Linked DNA regions of Mus musculus: all the other regions are linked to region 4. Evidence: chromatin contacts called from public promoter capture Hi-C data. All regions are on one chromosome and are shown on one strand. Each heading gives the region's core, a stretch centred on a gene start, on an enhancer-like site or on the middle of the called end of the contact. The rest is flanking DNA. Distances are from core to core; before and after follow the strand shown.

The links. Promoter capture Hi-C pulls out the DNA fragments that hold promoters and counts their contacts.
Region 1: a contact with region 4 is called in a promoter capture Hi-C map of liver, with 4 times the contacts expected there. The contact joins the promoter of Pgap6 here to the promoter of Tmem204 in region 4. A contact is called at or near these places in 3 of 39 promoter capture datasets (liver and pre-B cells) and 1 of 115 datasets of contacts at active chromatin or transcription factors (pancreatic cancer cells).
Region 2: a contact with region 4 is called in a promoter capture Hi-C map of liver, with 4 times the contacts expected there. The contact joins the promoter of Axin1 here to the promoter of Tmem204 in region 4. A contact is called at or near these places in 2 of 39 promoter capture datasets (both in liver) and 1 of 115 datasets of contacts at active chromatin or transcription factors (pancreatic cancer cells).
Region 3: a promoter capture Hi-C map of liver shows a contact between it and region 4, with 3 times the contacts expected there. The contact joins the promoter of Decr2 here to the promoter of Tmem204 in region 4. A contact is called at or near these places in 4 of 39 promoter capture datasets (hippocampal neurons, liver and pre-B cells) and 1 of 9 other capture datasets (liver).

The regions. Positions count from the first base shown.
Region 1 is chr17:26,111,903-26,115,286 of GRCm38.p6, forward strand. Pgap6 (post-glycosylphosphatidylinositol attachment to proteins 6) reads left to right here and starts at 1,414. Exons shown (of 13, transcript NM_021793.2): 1 at 1,414-1,665. The coding sequence starts at 1,548.
Region 2 is chr17:26,136,766-26,140,043 of GRCm38.p6, forward strand. Axin1 (axin 1) reads left to right here and starts at 1,921. Exons shown (of 11, transcript NM_009733.2): 1 at 1,921-2,276. Gm46600 (a long non-coding RNA gene) reads right to left here and starts at 1,987. Exons shown (of 3, transcript XR_001782196.2): 1 at 1,636-1,987; 2 at 508-576; 3 at 20-48.
Region 3 is chr17:26,088,281-26,091,586 of GRCm38.p6, forward strand. It overlaps Decr2 (2-4-dienoyl-Coenzyme A reductase 2, peroxisomal), which reads right to left and starts at 1,884. Exons shown (of 9, transcript NM_011933.2): 1 at 1,684-1,884; 2 at 649-717. The coding sequence starts at 1,763.
Region 4 is chr17:25,079,769-25,083,150 of GRCm38.p6, forward strand. It overlaps Tmem204 (transmembrane protein 204), which reads right to left and starts at 1,346. Exons shown (of 3, transcript NM_001001183.1): 1 at 496-1,346. The coding sequence starts at 775. All of the region lies in intron 18 of Ift140 (intraflagellar transport 140), which reads left to right.

The DNA of each region.
Region 1 (3,384 bases), core at 164-2,663, 1.0 Mb after region 4:
CTTTCTTCCTTCCTTGTGCTGAGATACAGGTGTGCTCTGCCCCACCAGCCCTTTCTCATGTGACCACAGTCACTTTCAGTAGGGGTGACCACTTTATATATGCATCTACCATTAGAACAGTGGGTGGATGCAGCCCCACACTTCAGTGAACCCTGGCAGGATAACAAAGGAAATAGTTTTCCTACAGGCTGGGGCTATTTTTGGAGAGTTCGGAGGCTCCTTGGGGACATTCCTTAATTTGGGCCCCATCTCCCCAAAGAGCTTTTTGATCTTTGTTTGGCAAAAGGATAAATATGCTCCAACTTTTTAACATTCTCTAACACAGGAGGTGGTCCTGTTGTTCTAATTTGCATAATGTTTTAGGAATCCTGTAGCATGTAGCACTTTGACTTTTTTCCCCCAGCTTTTCAAAACAGGGTTTCTCTGAGTACCTGGAACTCAGAGGTTGGTCTGTCTCTGCCTCCCAAGTGCTGGGATTAAAGGTGTGCACCATGACCACCCTGGTCCCTTATCACTTTCCTGAAAAGGCAGGTAATACTGATGTGGGGAGCACTTTACTAGTATCTGTAGGTCAGGCTGGCCTCACTCTTGGTGATTTTCTTGTTCTAGCCTTGCCAGCACTGGGACTTCAGCTGAGATCCACTGTACTCAGCTTTTCATGATAGGCTGCAACCTGACCTGGTGTTATTTATAATTTTTTTTTCTCAAGACAGGGTTTCTCTGTGTAATAGCTTTGGCTGTCCTGGACTTTATTTGTAAACTACCCTGGCCTTGAACTCAGAGGTCTGCCTGCCTTTGCCTCCCCAGTGCTGGAATTAAAGGCACGGGCCACAAATGTTTGGCTTATTTTTGTACGCATGTTTTTAGTGCATTGTTTTACTTTTGTTGTTGCATCGAACCCCTCTGAAAAAAGCCTCAACTTCTCTTTTTGGGCTTTCAGTTTGCAACCACATCTTTAACATGTTTGGAATATATCCCTTTGGTACCCAGAGTAGTTCATCTGACACTGACATGAAACTCGGTTACTCAAAGTGCACCTTCCCGTTTCCATTTGGTCTCTTATACTTTTGCGGCAGTTTATGGTTATGGTGTGAGGGGTCCTGAGAGCAGCTGGAGGTTCGGTTCTTCCAGGCAAGGTCAGAGTGCACCTTCGGGCGTATATGTCACGTATACGTGACATCTGTCGTCTGGTACCCCAAAGCGTTCGACAGGACCCTTCATCCTTTGCCGCCCACCCCCTCAAGCTGAGTGATCCCCAGTGAATCCGTGTCCCCTTCCAATGAGACCTTTTCGGCCCCCTGCTGTTCGCCTCCACTCTGGCCAAGGTGACGCGGTCCAGCATCCTCAGGAACCTAGACCGCAGGCCGGCTCCCTGCGGGGCGGGGCCTCGGAGGCGGAAGTGCCCGGGGCGCTGGCGGCAGGTCTATCGGAGCCATGGGAGCTCCGGGCAGAGGCAGTGGCGGCGGCCGCAGAGGCGGCGGGGGCTGCCCAGGCGGGGGCGAGCGGCGCGGGACGCGGGAGGGGTAGCTCGGGCTGAGCGCCGAGCCATGGGCCGGGTTGGGGCCGGGGGCACAGCGCGGGAGGCAGCGACCGGGTCACTGCTGCTGCTGCTGCTGCTCCTGGCTCGGCCTCCGCCTGCCGCCGCCAGCAACAGCAAGGAGAGCGGTGAGCCCGCGGGCCTACAGCGCCATCCGCGGCGCGGGCCGGGGGCGGGCGGGAGGCGGGGATTGTGACTCACGGGGGGCACCTGTGCGTTCACCTGGCGCGGCGTTGAAACGAGGTTCTCATCTTGGGTTGCGCCCCCTGCGGGGCATCCGGGCCAGAAAAACCCCCATGCCCGCTTTTCCGTTCCGGGCCCGCCGAGTTCGCTCACTTGGAGCGGATTCTACCGGTCCGTCTCTCCTGTGCTTTAGAGACGCGACTGTGGCACCCAAGAGCTGGGAGGTAGAGGAACCTATCTCCGAAGAATAGCTGAACCGTGGTGACGCAAGGGACAGTATCTGGTAGAAGGGTTGAGCTAGAGAAAGTTGGGCAGACCCTGGACTAGGGGGGGTCTAACCAGCATTATGTTCCTAATCCAATCCCAGGAAGGTCACTCTTGATTGCTGATTTTGCTTCTCACCGACTGTGCTGCCAGCTGGCCCTAGAGAAGCTGGCTGACCAGAATGGATGTAAAGAAAGGGTACTCCCTTATAGGGGAGCTTCCTAACTGCTTTTTGTTATTTCTGCTCCGCAAGTGGGAACGCACTGGACTACAGTTTAAGGAGGCAGTTAGATCTTTGACCCTCTGTGTTCTGCCTACCCGCAGACATTTAGAAATAGGAAAGATGAGTACTTTCCCTTCTCTTGCCCGGCGGGAAACTCCCCGGGAGACCTTTGTGCTACCTGGTGTTCCTTGGACCTTTCCGGATGTTGACTGTACCTCCCATTTCCACCCCCTCCTCCCTTGGAGCTCTTGTTTCTTTCTTTTTTATTTATTTATTTATTTACTTATTTATTTATTTTTATTATATGTAATTACACTGTAGCTGTCTTCAGACACTCCGGAAGAGGGAGTCAGATCTCATTACGGATGGTTGTGAGCCACCATGTGGTTGCTGGGATTTGAACTTCGGACCTTCGGAAGAGCAGTCGGGTGCTCTTACCCACTGAGCCATCTCACCAGCCCCTTGTTTCTTTTTTTAAAGATTTATTTATTTATTATATGTAAGTACACTGTAGCTGTCTTCAGACACTCCAGAAGGGGGAGTCAAATCTCACTAGGGATGGTTGTGAGCCACCATGTGGTTACTGGGATTTGCACTCAGGACATTTGGAAGAGCAGTCAGTGATCTTAACCGCTGAGCCATCTCTCCAGCCCGGAGCTCTTGTTTCTTTGAGGGTTGTTGTTTTTGGTTTCCGAGGAGTTGGTATAGTTTGAAATGAAAGGCAGTGTTCCCTAAAGACCTTCTGATAGATTGCTCCATACCACATCCTATTTGTTCCTCCTTCTCCAGCCCTGGGATTAAGCCCAAGTGAGAGTTGATGGCTGGGTGGGGGACAAGTGGCTCTGTGGCCCTGGCTGCTTTGACGTGTGGGTAGTATCTCTGACAGTTGCTGGGGTTTGGAAGGTGTGGGGCAGAGTACCTTTGCTTAAATTCTCAGGGAAAGTTCAGGACTTTCTTTTCCCACTCTCTACTCAACCTTATGCCAATGGGGGTGGTGTGTGGGGCAGGCAGGGCTCACCCTACCATGCCAGTTGTCTAGGTCATATGTGTTCAACAAAGTAAGTGTGTGTCTCATCAAGGAAGTCTGGAGAGGTTATTTAGACATGAGAGTTTGGTACTTGGGTCTCATCTAGGTATCTAAACATCACAGATGTCAGCTCTATTCCAAGTGTCCCTC
Region 2 (3,278 bases), core at 671-3,170, 1.1 Mb after region 4:
TGGCTCACAACCATCTCTGATGAGATCTGACGCCTTCTTCTGGTGTGTCTGAAGAGAGTGAGAGTGTACTCACATACATACGTAAAATAAAAATAAACCTTTTTTGCAAAAGTATATTTCTATGTCTACATTGAGGAAAAGAATTTCTGCTCATGAGTTTGGGTTTTTAAAACTCTTGATTCCTGGCAAGAAACATGAGCAAATGCCATGAAAATTTAGTTAAAGCTGCTAATGGCAATTCTGGGAGGAGCAAAGGCATTTCAAGGCTCTCAAGTGCTGTCCTTTACCCTCTCATTGCAGAAACTCCCTCAAGGTCTTCATAATTTAATCCTTTTACCCCTATTTATAATTTCTCCCCCACCACACCCCCCCCCCCCAGCACTCCTTAGCAGGCCGTTGCATTTCCTCCAGGCTTCCTGATTCCCTTCCTGTCCCTGCAGGGCAGGGGTCCCGAGGAGCTGGAGGCCCGAGGGCCCTACTCTGGTCCCAGGGCTTGGGGATACCTACCACCGTGGGCCAGCAGGAGGATGGACGTGGACTTGATCCCGAGAGCCTGGCCTGGCCGCAGCAGCAGCTCTACAGAATCAAGGCAAGCATTGGGGTCCGGGTTTGGGAGTGGGGAGGATGCCCAAGGCCAAGGCTATCTACTGCTCACTCAGTGGTCGTGATTGTTTCTTCTAATGGTATGAGGCTGAATGGTCTGGGTCAGGGGCTGCTAGAGAGTCTCCAGTGCCCAGAGGCCGGAGGACCTGAGGCTGCATTAGATGGACAGAAGTGAACATGAAACTTGTCCTGGCATTTGAGGGGGGGGGCACTATCTATACCCCAGCCCCAGACCTGAGGCTCAGTGATGAGTCTAGGAGGGGAATTTGTCAGGCTTGGTCACCCTAGTAGCTATAGTTCAAGTGGTTCCTTCTCTATACATAGCAATCCTGGTCCTCGGTACTGTGCTAAGTCCTCTTAAGGGACAGGTGGCAGGGTTAGGATCACCCCAGTCAGCTGTGGGTTTAGAGTCTGAAGCCAGTACTACTGCTTTTGCCTGTGAGCCATGAAGAAGGGACAAGGCAATGAGGGAGAACAATGTCCAGAACAAAACATGGCAGTGGCACTGGCAGCAGCAGTATAAAAGCATGTAGATGGCAAGTGCAGATGCAGCCAGTATAGGGTGGTATGGGTACCAGGAGTCCTCTGGCCAAGGTGAGGTCTGGGTGGGTGCGTACTAAGCCTAGGTCACAACTTTTTGTCTGCAAAATGGACTACCTGAGAGGTGTCAGGGGCTGATTTGACTGGTAGATGACATTCTTAAGTGCAGTAATTACTTGTGTTCACATATTTCTCCTTGGGATGTGGCTGACCGAGGGTTGAGACCTGCCAAGTAGAGAGTTGTGCATCTATGTTCCTGTGGTGGGGCAAAATGGAGTTGACTCTTTGCGCTTGCAGACTTAGCAAGAGATGCCTTGCAGACATTATAAGTGTTATGTGTGTATTTGTGTGGAGGGCGACCAGCTACCCAGAAACTCTACTCTCTCAATAGCATCTGCGATCAGATATGAGTGGTCTGCCTTCAGTGTACTGGCCTAGGGTTCAGTGATGGCTGTGGTTGTTGAGCGCGCTCAGGGCTGTTTCCCATGGCACCTTTCGGGACGAGCAGTAGTCGTTGCCCCATTGGGCATCCTCCGCGGCTACGTTTCTTTTCAGCGGCACTCCTAGTTCACGCCCCGCCTTCACCACCGCAAGACAGTGCTTGGCTCCTGAGTACGCCGCAGTCCCGCCTTTCGCTCAAGACTCTGCCCCTTACTCTTCTTGTCCTCGGACTCCCACCCGCCCCGTGTTAGAAGCTCCGCCCCACACCGTGGTTCTGCCTCTACAACGAGACCCAGCCTCCGCAGCAGTCCCGCCCCACACCACGGCCCCGCCCCCGCACTTCCGGGCGGCGCCGGCGGGGGCGCTCAGGCCTGGGCTTCAGGGCTCTGGGCTCAGGCTCCCGGCTCAGGGAAGCGCTTGCGGCCGCCGCCGCAGGAGCCTGCTGGGGTCGGGCTGGAGCCTGGTTCCAGAGAGGGCTGGTGAGAGTGAGCAGCCGGTTTTGGCGGCGCTCTGCGGCCTGCCTTGCGCCGCCTCCGGGCCACGGGTCGCCGAGCCGCCGCCGCCGCCGCGATGGGGGCCCCCCAGGGCCGCGCCCCCGCCGTGGCCCGCCCGCTGAGCCGCCGCTGAGCGCATGGGCCTCGCCGGGCCGGGAGCCAGGCCCCGGGCCGCGCCTCCACAGCCGCCGCGCGCTGGTGAGTAGTGGGAGCCGACGGGCGCGCTCCTGTGGCGCGGAGGCCTGCTGCCCGGGGCTGCGGGAGTAGGCCGCGCTAGGCCGGCGTACGCGGACCCGGAAGAGAGGGGCGCGCGGGTTGCGGGCGGGAGGCGTGCCGGAGCGCGGCCCCTGATGTGCGAGGTTGTGCCCGGCGTAGGGAGACCTGAGATCCAAGGGGACGTTGAGCGGAAGAGGTGGCAGGCTCCGCAGTATGAGTAGAGGCGTGGGGACTGCATGGTATGCTAGGTATATATGAGGAGAAGGGCTTGGGGGTGGGGGGGGCGATGTGCCAGGGACAGGACGATAGTAGGGCATGGGGAAAGCAAGGCCTGTTTGAACAGGACCAGGGACTAAGGAAAAGCAAGGATTCTAAGAATGATGTACAGGTGGGTGTGTGTCTGCCGAGTGTGGTGTACTGTTGATGGGTCTGGGACACATTTAGGATATGGGTGAGTGGGTGCTGAGAAGCTGCTGGTGCTAGACTGTGTGTGTGTCTTCCTTTGCGCTATCCCCTAGTCCCTATGAAAAAGTAAAGTAGGGACGAGTAAGAACAATCCAAGGAGGGCACTCTCTGGTGTGGTTTGGCTTGCCAGATAACCACTTGTCCTGGTGTTCATTGCCTTACTTAATAATGCTCCCCCCAAACAAAACAAATTCACCCAAAACCAAAGCCCAGAGCGAGCATTTTTAGTTGGGCATAAGGATTTTTTTCGGCTCATCTGAAGATAACTTGTAAAGAGTTCGCAATAACTGTGTACTCCTCCCCTTTACTCCAATGCGTTCCTTTACTCACAGTCCGTTTTGGAGAACATGGAGTCTGACTTTACCTGAGAGAGGCAGTACTAGCTGGTTTCAGTTTTAGAGCCCACTTCAGGGCCGAGAAAATATAGGGAGCACAGAGATTTTGTTTGATTTTTCAGCAGTATTGACTTGTCCTACATCTTTCAGAGAAACACCGTTACGACTTTATGTGATGGGGGAC
Region 3 (3,306 bases), core at 634-3,133, 1.0 Mb after region 4:
GTACCCTGCCTCAGATACCATGTACATGGCAGAGAGGGTGTAGTGGGATACTGGTGTCAATCCCATATCTGTGCAGGGCCCTGCTGGGACACTGGAGTGAAGAACAGGAGCCCATTTTGAGAGGGGGAGCCACCCGGTGACAACAGTGTCTATGACCTGCTCCACAGGTTTTCATAGAAGCTACACCAGCTTATTTAATCTTCCCGACTCTGAATAGACAGGGCTTTGTTCTACTAGAAGAAACTTCATAAAGCCACCAGCTCTGAATAATAATCTACTACTTGGAGCCTCAGTCGATTCTTGTGGGACTCACGTCCAGTTGTGAAAAGCTGAGTGCTGGGGAAGACTGGAGAAGGGTTCTTCTACCTCCACCTCCACAATTCTGAGCCTCCACCAGCTTTGGTATCGAGCTGCTAATCCTCTCAATGAGGTCACAAAACCTGTGTCCAAGGGACACTCTTCTCCCACATCAGCAGCACCCCGTCAACGTACGAGGCTGTGAGGCTAGTCACACACAGTCTCAACTAATTCTAGGAGACCACAAAGGTCCTGACCTCTCCCCAAGACAGCATTCAACCACTCCCCCAAATCCACCAAGATCCAGACAAAGGGACGTAAGGTGGCAGGAAGGGTTCCGGTAGTGTGTACCTCATGAAAATCTCTGCGATCCGGAAGCCAATCCCAGAACCACCACCTGTGATAAAGGCCACTTTGTCCCTTCAAAAACAAGAAAATGTAGTCATTTTTAAATATTTATTTGTTTTACCAGTATGAGTGTTTTGCCTGTGTGCCTACAGAGAGTTGAGTCCTCGTGTGGATGCTGGGAACCAATGCTGGGTCTCCTGCAAGAACAGTAAGTGCTCTGAACTTATTCAGCCATCTCTCTAGTCCCTAAACTCTTCTTTGAAAACCATGTTTTAGCTTGATGGGGGATGCATGCCTGTAATTCCAGCCTGTGAGAAGTGGAGACAGGGGGACCAAGAATTAAAAGCCAGCCTGGTCTACAGAGAGAGTTCTAGGACAGCCAGGGCTTCACAGAGAAACCTCATCTCGAAGAGCTTTAGATAGATAGATCTCTGTTAACTCAAGCTCAAATAGATAAGCGGCCCGTGGAGAACTTTCACTCCATGAACTTCTACCCAGTTTCGCTATGAAGGAAAACATGCTCCTGCTAAACAGGTACTCAATGAATTTGCAAGACATAAATCCCCAGCCATAAAACTGCAATCTTTAAAGTCGGTTATTTTTAGGCTCCCTAGAAGTTCGGAGGTGAAGGAGTTTATTTAGCCTAAAATTTTCTGCGTAGTAAGTTACCAAGAGAGACTTGTTTTCAAAAGTGAGCAAGCGCCGGGCGTGGTGTCGCACGCCTTTAATTCCAGCACTCGGGAGGCAGAGGCAGGCGGATTTCTGAGTTCGAGGCTAGCCTGGTCTACAAAGTGACTTCCAGGACAGCCAAGGCTATACAGAGAAACCCTGTCTCTAAAACAAAACAAAACAAAGTGAGCAGCTTCCACCCTCAGTCCCTCATCCCATTCTTCCAGAACCCCAAGAAACTTCAGGTCTACGATTGCCCAGGAACGGAGTACTGAGCATCTGTCCTCTGTGATGTCACATCCAGTGGCAGATTCGTTAAACCCTGTGCCCCAAGTCTGGATCGCCCCCTGGTTCCCTGCTTTAGCTCACTGGAGAAGATCCGGGCAGAAGAGATGGTGGTATTCAGGAAGACAGTCATCCCCCTCAACGTCGGGCGGCGGCTGGGCCATGATTGCTGCGTGTCCGGGATGGCAAGGACAGTGGAACCAGGAACCAGATCTACCTTTCCAACGCAAAACGCAGCGTTCTGCAGGTTGCTCGCTCCGCCCAGAAAGATCCAGGACCAAAGTTCTGCCCCCACATCAAGCCGCCCATCAGACGGGGGTGGGACAGGGGCGCCCCACCCCAAAAAGGTGCCTGGGCCCTTCAAGCCTTCCTATCACAGACCCTCCCGCAACTCCCAGCCTCCAGCCCTTCCCACTCGACCAGGCGGACACCCCGCCCTCGGTGGCGCGCAGCCTGCTGGGACTGAGAATGGGAGGAGGCACTGATACAGAGGCCCAGAGACGCTCCAGCCAGTTAAATGCCCGGTTCCTTTCCCAGTTGGTGTCTGTGCAGCCACTTAGTCCATATACCCAAGCTGGCCGGGCTGCGTGCTATCAGCTGTGGAAGTCGGAACTCCAGATGAACACCGCTCTTGGACACTACCTCCCAGTGCAGAGAATCTGGAGCTTGCAAACCCAATAGCTCCCTCTCGTGGCTAACCCGGGTGGAAAGTCCAGAGTGAACCTCTTGCTGGCTGGCAAGAATCACTGCACTGAAACTCAGAGAACCAAGAACTGGGTTCCATTGTCTAGATGTCAAAGAGTGAAATGACTTATCAAATTAGCCACAGAAGCTGTCATGATGTACCTGCAACTGAATCAGTGACTCTGGGATCCGGGGTGAGATGTGACTTACATGTGTCAATGTGAACATAAATGGACATCAGGCCGTGGTGGTCATCATGGACAGCATCAGGTCGGGAGTGGAGGATACTCTTTTGTGCCTGGGTTGCATTGAGGGAGAGATGAGAGTAGCCCTTGGAGTGTTAGGCTCTGCTGTTCCAACTTCAGGAGACCTGATACACAATACCCACAAAGACTGGTGTGTACTCCTACTGAAGGCTCGCTCACTGGGCCTTGAAGAAGCCTCAGGTCCGGTCTATTCTTTACTGCCATCCTCAGACAAATCAGATGGGCAGGAGCTATACCAGCGCCCGCAAAAGAACCCCAATTGGATTCTCAATTTCATGGGCCCTGGATTCTTGCTTGGTTCTTGCATTTACCCAAAGTCGAGGGATCCTTCCTTTCTTTACTCAAAGCTCTAAGCTTCAGGCCTAATGTTTTATACCATGCATAAAAACACTCATTAAAGTGCTTGAGTAAAGCAATTTCCTCCACATTTGTCATGACTATGGGACATCATGGTGCATCATTGCTCTGGTGACCTATAGCTTGGCCCTGTAGTCGTGCCAATGAAATAAGTAGAATACGGTGGTAGCTGGGACTAGGGGAGTAGTAATCCAGGATCGGCATTATACACTGGCCTTAACTCCTCACCTAGGACTTTCTACTCCCCTGTAGGAGGTAGGTAAACTGAAAGCAGGATCCCATCAGGCTTGCTGTCACTGCCCATGCTGGGGGCAGGGGGACCTTTCAGTGACTCGGCTGTCCTGAGGTCACCCATGTTTCTGTGGCCAATCTCTCATCCACGGTCCCATAAGCCAGTCCA
Region 4 (3,382 bases), core at 96-2,595:
GTGCATAGACCCCAGAACAAGAGAGCTGGGAAAGGAAAAGGCCACCATGGGCGTCAGGGAGGTAACACTCTGCCCTTTGCTGCTCTGTGCCTCCTCTGGTCTCCCGGACATCCCAGCCAGAGTCTCCTGCACTGTCCGAAAGGCCCTGACCACCTCAGCCGTTAAGACAGAACTCAGCCACATGTTCTCACACTTCTTGTTTTCCTTATTAAGTAATATTTCTTTCTAACCAAGGAAAAATGACTTGCTTTGATTAGGATACCCATCTTTCATCCTTCAGCCACATGTAATGGCAGAGAAGGAGCCTCCAGCCACGGGAGTGACTTCTTGTGAAGGAAGCCACAGACAGAGTCTAAGCTGAACAGTGGAGCTCTGTAGCGTTGCTTGTCAGGGTGGGCAGGAGGTGCAGGTTCCCTGCTGCCACCCTCAGCATGGACGGACACAACCTCCCCTCACCTAACCACTGGAAGGTGACAGAAAAATAACAAGACTTACGTTTGACGGTGCCTCGGGACTCCTGGAAACCTGCTGATTCCGAGCCCCATCCTAGAACCTCACAGTCATGGGTGTCCACCTGCCCAGTTCGAGTCCCAGGGCTTGTGACTCCCTTACCCCTGTCCACCAGCCAGCAAGACTTCCACAGCCCCACACTCCGCTTGCGTCCGTCCTCCAGCGTCTGGTACACCCAATTGGGGGTGAAGGCTGCTGCGTTGTTGAGGATGAGGGAGACCAGGGCCACCAGCACAGCGGTGGCCACAAGCTTCTGGAGAGTCATCTCTGACTTCCAGGACTGTCTATCTCGGAGAGTTCCAAGTCCCAGTCAGCCGCTGTGCATCCAGAGAAAGCCAAGATGCTGCTAGGGGTGGCTAGAGGACATCAGCACTCATCCTTGGGAAGCTATGCGGCAGCTCCAGCCCGGCACAGGAGGATGTCGCCCATGGGACGGGTCCAAGAGAGCTACTCACAGCCCTGTCTTAGCCTGCCTCTTGAGCCTGGAGCAGGGACAAGCCTGTGCTGAAGCTGGTCTCCCCAAGACCCATTCCAGGGAGAAATCTGGGGCACTGGCTGCACCAGCGAGAATCCAGAGTTGTAAGTGGGTCGTCTTCTTTGGAACAGAGGCCAGGGAGGCTGTGTCCACAGTGCCTCTTGCCTACAGCAGTGGAAAATGGACAGCAACTCGGGAGGCAGGCACAGCGTGGGAATCAGCCAGGTTACGCGCCTCAGAACGGGCTGTGGGAGCCAGTCTGATGGAGGAACAGGGTTGTGGACGCAGTGTGGGTTTGGCCACCTCTCTGCTATGTATCCCGTCTTGGTATCTCTGCCACAAATGGCAGGTCCTGAAAAGCAGAACGCCTGCCACAAGGAAGCATGTGTATGCGCGTATGTGTGTGAGCTCCCGTTTCCCTGTCTCTCAGCAGAGAGGAAATGGTTGTTTTTGAGGCTGTTTTTGGTGAGCAGGAGGGCGTAGCCAACTGCAACAAATAGCAGCCCTGCCACAGAGCCAGACACTAACAGGATGTGCTTCCTGATGGGAAAGGCCTGGGGAGACTTCAGAGGCCTGCTCCAGCCCACCACTGGCTGCCCCTCCCCATCTTCCTGTCCCATAGGAATAGTCAGGGATGCCAGCCAGGACACTCATCTTCTTACCTGTTGCCGTCAAACCTAGCCAGCTGTGCTAGGTCCCGGACCAGGGGATGCTGCAGACAGCACGGGCAGGCAGAATCCTCAGGGACTAGGTGTCCATCCATCCATCCATCCATCCATCCATCCATTGCCTAAGGCATGATAGGTGCTGTGAATCCCCAATGTCTAAAGCAGTGGTTCTCAGTCTGTAGGTCATGACCTCTTTGGGGGTCAAATGACCCTTTTACACGGGTCACCTGAGACCATCAGAAAACACAGATATTTGCATTAGAATTCATAACAATAGCAAAATTACAGTTGTGAAATAGCAACAAACTAATTTTATGGTTGGGGGTCACCACAACATGTGGAACTAATGGCAGGACAGAGTAAGGTGTAGAGGCACCTGAGGCAGGCCACCATCTGCTGACAGAGATCCATTCACCTCAAGGGAGCAAGTGTACTCAGACCTTACAAGGAAGGGGAACCTTGAGGAACCTCTGCAAGGGGTTGTTCTTGGGCTGGCAAGAAAAGGTGGGATTCTGTAAGGGGTTGTGCCACCAAGCAGGCTGGATAGCTGATGTGACTTCTGAGCAGCCAAGTTTGCTTACTAGCAAAGTGCTCGCTCCCCTGAGGCTGGACAGAGCGACTGTACATTTGCTCTCCTTCCTCATAGCGCTTCAGCTCTGGTAAATAAAAGCCACCAGGTCTGAGACTGTGTCCCGCCTCCAGAGCCTCCCACCAGGGTTCCAGAGCTGCATAAATGAACACAAGAACGCAGGAGCTGTGGGCTGAACCATCTCAAACACACGTACTGCACCGCACCGCACCGGGCAGGATTGGGACAGCCTGGTGCTGACTAGTGCACTGGCCGGGACAGGCCGGAACCGACCTTTCCTGTCTTCATGAACTGACATGCTGGGCCACCCCCTACTTCCTAGTGTGGCTGCCTTCAATCACACGTTCCCATATATAGTCAGGCTCCTGGCACTCCTTAAGTTTACATTCCAAAAGGCAAGGACTCTGTCTCTGTCCAGCCTTTTGACTGTCAGCAGTTCTGAGAATGTAAGTCCTCTGAGGAATAATATGATTTTTCACCCTCAAGTTTGTAGCAAGTGTCATTGTGGCTTATTTATATTTTTTATTCTTATTGCTCAGGGCCTGAAGGAAATTTACGCTTCATTCCAGGTCTCTGGGCCAGCCTCCCTGTGGGGTATGTTCTAAGTAGGAGGGACTTGACAAGCCGTGTGGGGTGCCATCTACCCTCAGCTTGTGCTATGACTCCGAAGGCACTTAAGTGGTACAGCTGTCATTGTTTCTGCCTGTGCCTCCCCCCAGAGGCAGAATTAGGGTGCAACATCTCCTACACAACACTTCAGAGATGAAATATTTGAAAGGAAGGTCTCCCAAAGTCTCCGTTAAGAGAACATCTATTTTCCTCCTTTATTTTTTGGGTGGTTAGTAAATGGCTAATTCCCGGTGAGAACCGAGAAGCTGTGTTAAGATTCTCTAACTCTCAAACTGATGACATCCTCCTGTCTCAGCATTGTACAGCTGGCCCTGAAGGCTGCAGGACACGTGTGGGCATCTCAGGGAGGGAAGGCCCTTGCACCAGTTCTGGCTTTGACTTTCCTGAGCTGGGTGGGGAGGAAACCAGGGCCCTGATCCCCACCTGTGCTTCTAGGAACTTTTATTTGCAGGTGTCTGTCCCCTAAACCATCTGCCTATCTGTGTAGGAGGGGAAGCAGGGAGAGATGGA